Linked DNA regions of Pan troglodytes: region 1 is linked to region 2. The links are chromatin contacts, called in public HiChIP or PLAC-seq maps. All regions are on one chromosome and are shown on one strand. The core of a region is the stretch at or near the end of the contact, and the rest is flanking DNA. Distances in the headings are between cores, read along the strand shown. Region 1 holds the start of SNCB (synuclein beta). Region 2 holds the start of CLTB (clathrin light chain B).

What was found. HiChIP or PLAC-seq counts read pairs in DNA pulled down with a chosen protein or histone mark.
Region 1: a contact with region 2 is called in an H3K4me3 HiChIP or PLAC-seq map of stem cell-derived excitatory neurons, with 4 times the contacts expected there. The contact joins the promoter of SNCB here to the promoter of CLTB in region 2. A contact is called at or near these places in 1 of 7 Hi-C or Micro-C datasets (stem cell-derived neural progenitor cells) and 1 of 1 datasets of contacts at active chromatin or transcription factors (stem cell-derived excitatory neurons).

What each region holds. Positions count from the first base shown.
Region 1 is chr4:174,246,835-174,252,908 of NHGRI_mPanTro3-v2.0_pri, forward strand. It overlaps SNCB (synuclein beta), which reads right to left and starts at 3,663. Exons shown (of 6, transcript XM_001136728.8): 1 at 3,415-3,663; 2 at 2,669-2,798. The coding sequence starts at 2,789.
Region 2 is chr4:174,032,220-174,037,983 of NHGRI_mPanTro3-v2.0_pri, forward strand. CLTB (clathrin light chain B) reads right to left here and starts at 3,070. Exons shown (of 5, transcript XM_016954289.3): 1 at 2,654-3,070. The coding sequence starts at 2,840.

The DNA of each region.
Region 1 (6,074 bases), core at 2,413-4,912, 220 kb after region 2:
GTCCCCACATCCTACAACCTGCACCCCCATGTTAACCCCCGTCTTATCACTGCACTGGGCCCCACACCTCTGTCTGCAAGGGTTGCAGTTCTCTCCCACCTGATGCGATACCCCACCCCTCTAGTGGATGTTGGCTGAGGGCCAGTGCTGTGTCAAGTCCTCTGCCTGCCCCGCTGCACTTCACTTTTCCCCAGCCCTGGGAGGCGGGTGCTGTTATTGTCCCCGTTTCAAGGATGGAAGCTCAGTGTGGGTTCCACCACTAGGAAGTGGCTGAACTGACATTCAAGTTCAGGCCTTTCTGACCCTAAAACTTCAGCTACCAACCACTCTAACAGCATGTAGCCCAGGATAGGAGGCAGGTGGGGGTGGGAGTAGGGGTGGAGCTGGGAGGCCACAAAGCCATGTATTTTGAAAGGTTCCCCTCGTGCCCCATGCACCACTGCCCATAGCCCACTGCCCCACTCCATTTCCTCTAAAGATTCTCTTCTCCTAACGAGGGTGCAAACCCCTTCTTCTGGCCAAAGTAGGAGGTGTCAGGCTCAGGGTGGGTCTAAAGGTGATGTGCAGATTGTAACTGGCACCCGTGGCATGGGCTGGGCCTTCCTCGGAGGGTAGCAACTTGATAACTTCAAAATGGCTGGGGGCCGCTGGGAAGGCCAGAGGGCCTGATCTGGGCTGGAGGATGAGAGCCGGAAACGGGGTGGGGAGTATCCCGTCTGACAATTTGGCAACACAGACAACAGTGATGGAGCCAGAACTGGGTGTCTAGGCAGACTGAGCCCAGCAGGGGGGTGGGGGAGAGGCTGGTGTGGGAAGACAGGGTTCTCAGGGCGAAGGCCAACCAGCACCCAGAGACAGGAGGGGCAGGCTGCATGCTCCCCTTTCACTCCTCCCACAAAACATCAGTTTCCACCTACTCTGTGCCAGGCCCTGGGCCAATCGCTCACTGTCTGAAGTGGGTAAGAGAAGAACAGATTCAGTTCCTGGACCTCAAGTAGTGGGGAGAGGACTTCCAGCCTCCAAGGACTGACTATGTGAGGAGGGAAGGGACACTGCCTGGGCCTTGAGAAATGGGGAACAGATGGACATCAGAAAGGAGATTGCAGAGGGTATCCCAGGCCCAGGGACCCACACAGACAAGGCAGAGCAATGTGCTTTCAGGACAGTCCATGTGCCAGGAGCCATGGGTGTGGTGGGAAACGTAGACTGAGGCAGGACCATGAAAGGCACTGAATGCCAGGGTACAGGGAGCCGAGGCTTTAACTTGTAGGAACTGGGGTCCATCAGGGGCTCCCAGGCAGAGGCAGGAGCAGGAAGTGCCAATCTAAGGGTAAGAGCAGCATGGCTTGGAGGGGCCAAGTCTGTTATCAGAGAGAGAGTGTCAGAGAGCCAGAGGCCAGCAGGAATGAAAGACCTTGGGGAGGAGGCAGGAGGGAGGCCAGAGCTGGGATCAAGCAGCCGTGCACTTTAGCCTTCTCCCGGTCTCCATTGCCACCGCCCTCGCCCCTGCCACCCTCATCCTGTGGCCTCATCAGGCCTCCCTGCAGTTGTTCTGTCCCCAGAGGCCCAAGTGACCATTCTAAACTAATCACATCATGGCAGTCCTTTGCTTACAATCTCTCGTGGCCATCATAACAACGTTTTGCCCTGGCCTGCAAAGGGCCCTCGTGAACTGTCTCCTGCCCATCGCTCTGACCTCACCTCCTACCACTACTTCCTGCCCTGCCCCCAGCTCACCCCAGGGCCTTTGCACCTGGCTTTTCTGCAGCCCTGCCCCCCTCTTATTACTCAGGGATGAGGCATTCTCTTCGGAGAGCCACTGGATGTCAACTCGCACTGCTGAAATGCTCTGTATCACCATCAGGAGATCAGGAACCATTCTTTCCTGTTCACTGTGAAACCCCAGCATCCGCAGGATGCCTGGCACATAGTAAGTGGACACAAAATATTTTTCAAATGGCCACAATCCAAATATGCCACGACCCTGGGCAAGTTATCCAACCCTGGCCTTTCTTCTGATACCAGCCGGTGGTTGCAAGGAAAGTGGATGGGGAAGAGAGCTGGCAAATGTAAAACCACAAGAGTCGTGATGCAGGTGGACCTGGAACGAAACTCAACTCGGCCTTGGAGGTGCTGGAGGGAGGCGCCACAAGGGGAGGGGTGGGGCTTCAGAATCTATAAAGCTCCGTTCAAACTCCAGCTTCAGCATTTACCAGCTGCTGACCTTGGGCAAGGTACTTAGATCTCTGGGAAGCCCAGTTTCCCTTATCTGTAGAATGGGCCGGAGCATTACATGAGGAAATGGATATTATGACATTTTACCCAGTACTTGGCATACAGAAAGTGTTCAACACCAGATAACTATTAATAATGGTTATTATTAATAACCATTATAAGAAATGGAGGCTGTCTGCTTTCATCACTGCACCGGTCCCCGGCCTTTCAGCTGGAGCCCCCCACCTCATCAGCCCGCCCCGTGTCCCCATTTCCGGATACAGACCCAGGCTTCTATGGGCTGGCTATGTCCCCTGTGACCCCTGCTGACCTCGCCCCATCTGCTGACTCATATTCTCCTGCCCAGAACCCCTCTCCCCGGGACCCGGCCCCAGCTCCACACTCTTGGGGGACCCCCAGCCCTGCAGCCCCAGAAACCCCGCCCCTCGCCCACCGACGTAGAGGACGCCCTCCTTGGTCTTCTCCGCCGCCTCGGTGACCCCCTGCTTGGTTTTCTCCGCGGCTGCCACAACGCCCTCCTTGGCCATGGACAGGCCCTTCATGAACACGTCCATCCTGGCGGCCTGGGGAGGGCGATACACGGGCACCGGTGCACTGACCCCGCACTCTCACCCCAGCCCCTCAAGCGAGACGCAGGTGACCCCCTACTCCCGAGACCGCGGCGCCCTTCTGGACCCTGAGCCCCCTCCCGCTTTCCCCTCATCCCACCCCACTCCCCAGTGCGAAGCCTCAGGGCCGCGGAGAGTCCTAGCGTCCTTGAAACCCGGGGACGCGGGAGGGGCCACTGCCTCGGTTATCCGGGCCCTGCAACCTGCAGCCCCGTCGAACCGGAGTGCTGGGTTCGGCGCGAAGATCCAGGACCCGCCTGTACACGCACGGCACAGTCACACGGTCATGCACACAAACATACACCACGGACAAGCTCACGTGCACACACAGGACACGCAGACGCTCCAACGCGCACGAATACCCCGACCCACACGGGCGCGGACACACGTCCCCACAGCCGCCCGGGCAGCTGCAAACACCGGAGCATACTCACATACTCCGCGGTGCACATTGCCGCGCATCCCCCGGATCCCCCTCCATTTTCCATCCCCTTCCCCAGCTCCCTCCTGCCGCCCCAGTCCCCTCTCCATCCTCATCCCGTTCCCCATCCCCGGCGCGCGGCCGCCTCACCTGGATGCGGGGCCGGGGCTGGGGATGGAGCGGCGGCTGCGGCGGGCGGACGCGGGGGCTCCGCTAGGCCAGGCCGGGGTGGACTAGGGGCCGGAGGGGGGATAGGGCCGGGGTCAGGCGCTCGGGTCGCGGGTCCTGAGCAGGAGCGCAGCAGTGCCCGGGTCTCGGGTTTGTAGCCAGCCACCGCTCGTTCCTCGCGCCCTGCGAGCTCGCGCGCTCCGGCTCCGGCTCCGGCGCTGCGGCAGCTCTGAGCTCAGCGCCCCCCCTGGCGGCCGCGCCGCCCCTTCGGCCTGACTGACAGTGGGCGGGGAGGGTGACAGCGCGTAGCCGATGAGCCTCCCGGGGCGGGCCCGGGACGCGCCCCTGGGAGCCCCGGCCGTAAGACTCGCGTAGTCTGTTGGGAGTTGGGGGAGGGGGACAATGCGGCGTGTGAAGAGTGGGGAAGAAATCACGCGACTGGATTTGGAGTTCTGCTGGGCTCGAATCTCAGCTGTGCTTTTTATTAACCGTGGGACCTTGAGCTACTCGGCTCTCCTTTCTGAATGACAGTTTCCTCCTCTGTAAAACAGGAATGGTTAATTCAACGAATGTTTACTGAGCGCTTAGACCAGTGGTGCAGGTTTAAGGCTGGAGGCAGCGGAAAAGGAAAACAAGGTTCCTGGTCTCGGGAAGCTTACCATGGGGGTGTCTGTACGCGTGTGTGTTCGTGCGCTCAGTGGTGGAAGACAGGACAGAAAATAAACGGATCAACATCCAAAGCAACAAGGTCATTACAGCTTGTAAGTTGTGAAGGTAACGGTGATGTAACACGGGGACTAGAGGAGGCGTGCTTGAGACAGCGTGCTCAGGGAAGGCCTCTACCAGCAGGTGAATTGTAGCAGAGACTCCAGAGAGGCACCATGACACCACGATGGGTGAGGACAAGATCCATAGAGAGTGCAAGTGCAAAGGCTCCAAGGCAGGGCTGTGCTGACAAAAGACAGCGCAGGTGGAGAACAAAACCACTTTTTTGTGTGCTTACGGTGGGGACTGTCAAAATGATCACAGAATGCCAGGCACACAGTAGGCCCTCAGTTGGTTCTATGATAGAATTATGCCCAAGAAGCTGTAGTATCCCAGAGGAAAGGGACTCTGACAACTTAGGGGAGTCAGGAAAGGACATAAAAAAGAGGTGACACCTGAACTGTGGCCTGACAGGAAGGGGAATATTTCATCGAGCAGGCTAGGGAGAAAGAGAATTGTAGGCTGTGGGTACAGCATGGGCAAAGGCACTGTGGCCAGAAATGCAGGGTGTGTAAGTGACAGGTAATTAGGTGAGGGGGCCACCAGCAGCCAGACTGCAAAAAAAAAAAAAAAAAGAAAAAACCCAACCAACCAACCAACCAAACAAAAAACATTCACAGGCCGCTGGTAGAACTGCAAATTGGCGCAGACATTTTGGAAGGCAATCTGGCAGTGTTTACCAAAAGCATAAATGCATGCGCCTTTGGAGCCAACAGCTCCCCTTCCAGGAATTGATCTCATGCGACTCTAGTCATACATGCACACAAAGATATCTGTGCAAGGATGTTCACTGTAGCATGTTTTTTTGTAGCGAAAAACTGAAAATGATCATCTATACAGGACTGGCTAGCTAACTGTGGCACGCCCACCCAGTGCAATGCCACACTGTGGTTGGCAAAGATGAGCTAGACCCATGTGTGCTGACATGGGAGTGTGCCAAGATGTGGTGGTAAGTGTGAGAAGCAAGGTGCCAAACTGGAATGTGTGGAATGAGCCAATTTTGATACAAAGGGAATTATATTTTATGTATAAGTATTTATAATTTTCTATGTGTCAAATATATATTTTATACTAACATATACATACTTATCACATACTATATACGTTATACACAGACACCTTATATACAAACATACACATATTTATGGCTAGATATACAATTCTTTTTTCTTTCTTGTTTTTTTGAGATGGAGTCTCCCTCTGTCGCCCAGGCTGGAGTGCAGTGGTGCAATCTTGGGTTACTGCAACCTCCACCTCCAGGGTTCAAGCAATTCTCCTGCCTCAGCCTCCCAAGTAGCTGGGAGTACAGGCATGTGCCACCACACCCAGCTAATTTTTGTATTTTTAGTAGAGACAGGTTTTTACCATGTTGGCCAGGCTGGTCTCGAACTCCTGACCACAAGTGATCCGCCCACCTAGGCCTCCCAAAGTGCTGGTGTTATAGGCATGAGCCACCTCACCTGGCCACACCTCTGTAATAATTTCTGAGAAAACTGTTAAAGGGAGTTGCACCTAGGAAATGGGACTGAGAGGGTTCAGGGAAGGAAGTTTCACATTCCATTGCCTTCCTTACTGGTGCTGTTTGATTATTTTCCCTTGGATAGTATTTTACTTGTGTTATTTTAAGAACTAGCATGGAGGGTACCTGCAATTATTTTTGGTCTCTCAGCATTAAAATTGCCCCCTTCCCATGTTTAGAGGGGTCCCCCACCTTCTGAGGCAGAACCCACCTTCCCCTCTGAGAGATGACTATGCCAGATAATTGCTTTCTCAGTCTTCCTTGCAGCCAGGACATGTGACTGACAGGTGCAGCTCCAGACTTGGGACCTGAAGCTAGTCCCAGGAAGCAGCAGGGAAGCGGAGGGTGGGGTGGGGGG
Region 2 (5,764 bases), core at 1,820-4,319:
TCCCCAGGGGCAACTGAGCCCAGTGTCAGCACAGAGACTGCTAATCTGAGGACCCCAACATCTAAGAGAAGGTGCCTCAGAGGTACTGACTGGCGGCCGCTGCTAAGCCAGCTTTTGCCCAGCTCTCAGCAGGCCAGGGCGCTTTTTCTCTGCCTCATCCAGGCTCCTGGCACACATCCCTGGTCAGGGGAAGATTACCTGTTCAGCACTGCATAGGCTGAGAAGGTCAGATCAATTCTAGCCCATCTGGCCACCCACTGAGCCGCCATCCCTCAACACCTCCCTGCTCCCCCATCCGACTAAGGAGTGCAGCTGAGCCTTTGCAGAGTCAGCAGGTATGCGCCTGGGAGACCCTCAGAAGGCTGTATCCCGGCACCTCCCTGGAAGAAGCGAGCGTGTCATTGTTTCTCTCCCTGTCACCGCGGGTCTGAGGCCAATTTCTGCCCCACCCCTGCCAAGGACAGAACTTGCCATCCAGGCTGTAAGCCCCTGGAGCCCCACCATCCTGGGAGAGGCCACAACCTGCTCAGCTCCCTCAGGCATCTGGCTGCCCTCAGCCTGAATCCCATCTTCTCTCTCCTGAGGTTCTGACAATGGCTCCCCTCAGCAGGACCTCCCCACAAGGCCTCCCTCCTCTTCCCTGCACCCCTACCCCAACAGGCCCCAGTGAGCCAGACTTAGGAAAAGGGTGGTCTCACAGAGGTGTGGTCCAATGAATACTGGTGCATTAACTGGGGCAGGCATTTCTTAGGAATTCCCTGGGACAGGGCAGATTCTGTGTTGAGGTGCTGGAAGCTTCCACTTCAGAAGCCCTCCACTGCTGTCTCAGACAGGTGGCAAAAGACCCTGTGCTTCTCACCCCACATCCTATCTCCTCCCAGGGAGGTGACTGCTATAGAATTTTTTTTTTTTTTTTTTTTTTTTTTGAGACAGAGTCTCACTCTGCTGCCCAGGCTGGAGTACAGTGACATGATCACAGCACACTGCGACCTACCTACACCTCCCGGGCTCAAGCTATGCTCCTGCCTCAGCCTTCCCGAGTAGCTGGAACTACAACTACAGCTACATGCCACCATGCCTGGCTAATTTTTGTATGTTTTGTAGAGATGGGGTTTCACCATGTTGCCCAGGCTCCACAGCATTTGAAAGAGCATGGAGCCCAGAGTTGGGAGGCGTGGGATCAAGTCCTAGATCGGTCATTCCTGGCTGTGTGACTCTGGGCAAGATACTCAGATTCTCTGGGCCACCAGTTTCTTGCATGTTACAAAAGCCTGGTTACATTTCTCATATCAAGGAGATACAGAGTTGCTTCAAACTCCTCAGCCACAGGAACTGTCTTATTCATTTCTGTATCCCCAGCGTCCTGGCACACAGTAGGTGCTCAGTAAAGGTTGAATGGATACAAACATGACTGTGAAGAGCCTTGTAAACATCATTAACCAAAATACGTCTATATGTATATATGTCAGCACTTATTACAACAGGCCCATAAACCTCTCCAAAATGACATTAACAGGAAGTAAAACCTGTTTTGGATGTACCCATGAAGGTGATACCTACTTTTTTACTAAATATTTTACAAAATCATTCTTGCTAGCCAGAACCAGGGCAGAAACATCATTGATAAAGATGACCTCACAGGGACTTGGCCCCGAACACTGAGGTCTGAAGCCAATCTCAGTAAATCATAATAGCCCCGGACCACCTTTGGAAAACCATTAAGTCGACAACTACAAAACCCTGAAGGGCCCTACCGCATCTGACTGATGCCTCTTTGCGGCCCACACTCCGGTGTCTAACTCAGAGCCAGACACTTGGAAGGCAGTGTGGTCAGGTGGAGAGGGCTTCGAGTCTGACAGGAACAGGTTTAAATTCACGGCCAGGCGTGGTGACTCACACCTGTAATCCCAACACTTTAGGAGGCAGAGGTGGGAGGATTGCTTGAGCCCAGGAGCTCAAGACCAGCCTGGGCAACACAGCGAGACCCCATCTCAAAAAAAGGAAAAGAAAAAATATATATGTAAAAGAAAAAGAAACAGGTTTAAATTCTTGATCTGCCACTTACTAGTTATTTCAATAGCATACCCCCTTGAGCCTCAGTTTTACCATCTCTGAAATGGGTTCAATCACGTGTATGAAGTGATTAAATGTAACCAAGGCGCTTAGCCCAGCGACTGCCGAATGGCAGGTGGTCACCGGGGAAGGTTAGTGAGTTCCTGGAGCACCCAGGATCCTCTTTTTTCCCAGCGGCAGGAGAGAGCTAAGCCTGAGGGGCCAGGAGGGCTGTGTTCTGCCCACACCTGCACACTTAGCTGGGAGCCTGGGACACCCAGGCTATTAGGAGGCTCAGGAGGGACTCTCAAAACTGAGGTGGGGTTGGATTCCAGAGCCGGGCAGCGGGGAAGCTGGCCTGGGGATGAAATGTCATGACCGAATTCCTGTCCCGGGAGTCACCAGATCCACAGCCCCAGGCGAGGCCTCATCCCCAGCTCGGAAGTCCTACATGGAGATCTCCAAGAAGATTCTTCCCCACGTCCCCCAGCTCCTGCCCCGGGTGGCCTAGAGCAGGCTCTCTTCCCTGTGCCGCTGGGCCCCGGCCGGGGTCCCCCGGGCGCGCGCCCTGAGCCCCTCTCCAGGCCCCGCGCTGACTCACCCCCACTCGTGGGGCCCGGCTGCGCGGGGGCCGCATGGCTGCCAGCAGGTGCCCCGAAGCCCTCGTCGTTCTCTATGCCTGCAATCTCGCTCTCCTGCTGGGCCAGGAAGGCGGCCGCCGGGTCCTCCTCCGCCGCCTCCGGGGCCCCGCTCTCCGACGACGAGAAGAAGCCAAAGTCATCAGCCATTTTCCCCGCGCCTCCGCCGGAGCCTCCGCTGCGCTCGGCTCTGCCCGCGCCTGCCCCGCGCTGCGTCCGGCGGCCGCGACGCTGTCACCCGAGCCGCGGGGAGCCGGCGTCGGCGGGGACGGGCTTGGCGCGGACCGCACTTCCTCTCCGCCACCGGGCCCGGCTGGCTGTCACTGCGGTGCGGGCGCCGCGGCGGGAGGAGCGGAGCCGGAATGCGGTGACGTCACCGCGGGGGCGGGGCCGCAGGGCCGGGAGGTCGCCGAGCAGCGGCCGCAGGAGGGCGCCTCAGGACTGGGCGCAGCGCTGGGCCCGGGACCGGCGCGGCGCTTCCCTCCCTCCGCAGCGGCGCCCAGCTGCTCGCGTCGAGGACACCTGGGCTAGGCACTGCTCCCGCCCGGTCTGGAGGCGAAACGCAGGGCACAGAGTGGCCGTACCGTGCACAGAGCTGCGACAGGAGGCCAGCTCTGGCCTCGGGAGCGCAGACCTGGCTCCTGATTCATTCTGCAGAAGTTTCTTCTCCTAAGCTGGGATGTCATGCACCCCATTCTATGAGCCTCCGCCTCTGTAAGAAGAGGAAAATTGAGGCTGGGAAAGGCTGCCCCGCACCCTTTCATGCAAGTCCAGGTCCTTTCCCACTAGGCCGTGTTGTTTTGTGCATTTTTTTGTGTATCTCCCTTGAGGAGGCTTCAGTTCATACGATCAGAGTTTGGATGGCCAGCTGGGCCCCTTAAATGTCCTTAAGGTATGAACCAGCCTAAGAAAGGCAGACCTGGTTTACCCAGGCAGCCTGCCACTCTCCACGCTGCCCGCTGCCCTCTGTGAACAGGCTCTGAATGCCTCCTCCCTGCCTGCGCTTTGCCAAGCACCAGGACAGCAACGTTTTATAAAATCCAGCCATGGCCATGCGGAGATTACAATCCGGTGAGACCAACAGATGGCAAATGGCCTGTCAAAGCACTGTGTGTGAGGCGCTGTGACATTTAAGCACGGGGTACAGGGAGACGATGCGAAGAAACACCATGGGATTTGGGCTGTCTGCTATTTCTAATGTGGGACTTCAAAGGCAACTATGAAATATGGACTGGAAGAGAGAAAGGAAAGATGTGCCGCCAAGTTGGGGGTGGAAGTGGAGTTGGGGTGAAGGGACCTTCCAGGTTTTTTGTTTTTTTTCTTTTTAATTTTTTTATTTAGAGACAGGGCCTTGCTATATTAACTGGGCTGGTCTTGAACTGCTGGCCTCAGGGGATCCTCCTGCCTTGGTCTCCCAAAACACTGGGATTACATGTGTGAGCTACCAAGCCCAGCTGGAACTTTCAGTTTAATTGGTAACAACTTGAGCACCTTTTGATGTTACTGTTTTTTGGGGTTTTTTTATTGTTTTATTTAATTAAATTAATGTATTTATTTATTGCTGTTCATTTGCATGGTTTTGTTGTTGTTGTTTGTTTGTTTTTTGTTTTGAGACAGGATCTTACTCTTGCCCAGGCTAGAGTGTAGTGGTATGATTATAGTTCACTACAGCTTCAACTCCTGGGCTCAAGTGATCCTCTCATCCTCAGACTTCCAAGAGCTGGGATTACAGGCATGAGCCAACGCACCTGGCCTTTTTGATATTATTGTAAGTGGAAGTTTTATCTTCTTTTTTGATTGCGTATTGTTAATGCATAGAAATTTAACTGATTTTTGTGCATTGGCTTTGTATCCTGCTGCTTTGCTGAATTCATTTATTAGCTCTAACATTTTTTGTGTGTGGAATATTTAGGGTTTTCTGCAGATAAGAGCTTATTAGCCAGGTGCCATGGCTCATACCTGTAATCCCAGCACTTTGGGAGGTGGAAGTGGGTGGATAGATTGAGCCCAGGAGTTTGAGACCAGTCTGGACAACGTGGCAAAACCCCATCACTACTAAAACTACAAAAAATTAGCCAGACATGGTGGTATGGTGCCCGTAGTCCCAGTTACTCAGGAGGCCGAGGTGAGGGAATCACCTGAGCCCGGGAAGTCAAGGTTGCAGTGAGCTATGATTGTGTAAGAGGTGTGTGAATCAGAGCAAGTCTGTCATAAACAGGATCTGGGTAAAATGAGGCTGAAACCTACTGGGCTGCATTCCCAGACGGTTAGGGCATTCTAAATCACAGGATGAGATAGGAGGTCAGCACAAAATACAAGTCATAAAGACCTTGCTGATAACACAGTTTGCAGTGCTGGGCAAGGTGGCCCACGCCTGTAATCCCAGCACTTTGGGAGGCCAAGGTGGGTGGATTGTGAGGTCAGGAGTTTGCGACCAGCCTGGTCAATATAGTGAAACCCCATCTCTACTAAAAATACAAAAAATTAGCTGGGCATGGTGGCAGGTGCCTGTAATCCCAGCTACTTGGGAGGCTGAGGCAGGAGAATTGCTTGAACCTGGGAGGCGGAGGTTACAGTGAGCCGAGATCTCACCACTGCACTCCAGCCTGGGTGACAGTGCAAGGCTCAGTCTCAAAAAACAAACAAACCAACAAACAACAACAACAAAAACCAGGTTGCAGTAAAGGAGCCAGCCAAAACCCACCAAAACCAAAATGGTGACAAGAGTGACCTCTGGTCATCCTCACTCCGACCAGTGCCAGGACAGTTTACAAATGCCATGGCAACATCAGGAAGTTACCCTATATGGTCTAAAAAGGGAAGGCATGAATAATCCACCCCTTGTTTAGCATTTCATCAAGAAATAGCCATGAAAATATGCAACCAGCAGTCCTTGGGGCTGCTCTGTCTATGGAGTAGCCATTCTTCTATTCCTTTACTTTCTTTTTTTTTTTTTTTTGAGGCAGAGTCTCGCTCTGTTGCCCAGGCTGGAGTGCAGTGGCGCGATCTTGGCTCACTGCAAGCTCCACCTCCCGGGTTCACGCCATTCTCCTGCCTCCGCCTCACAAGTAGCT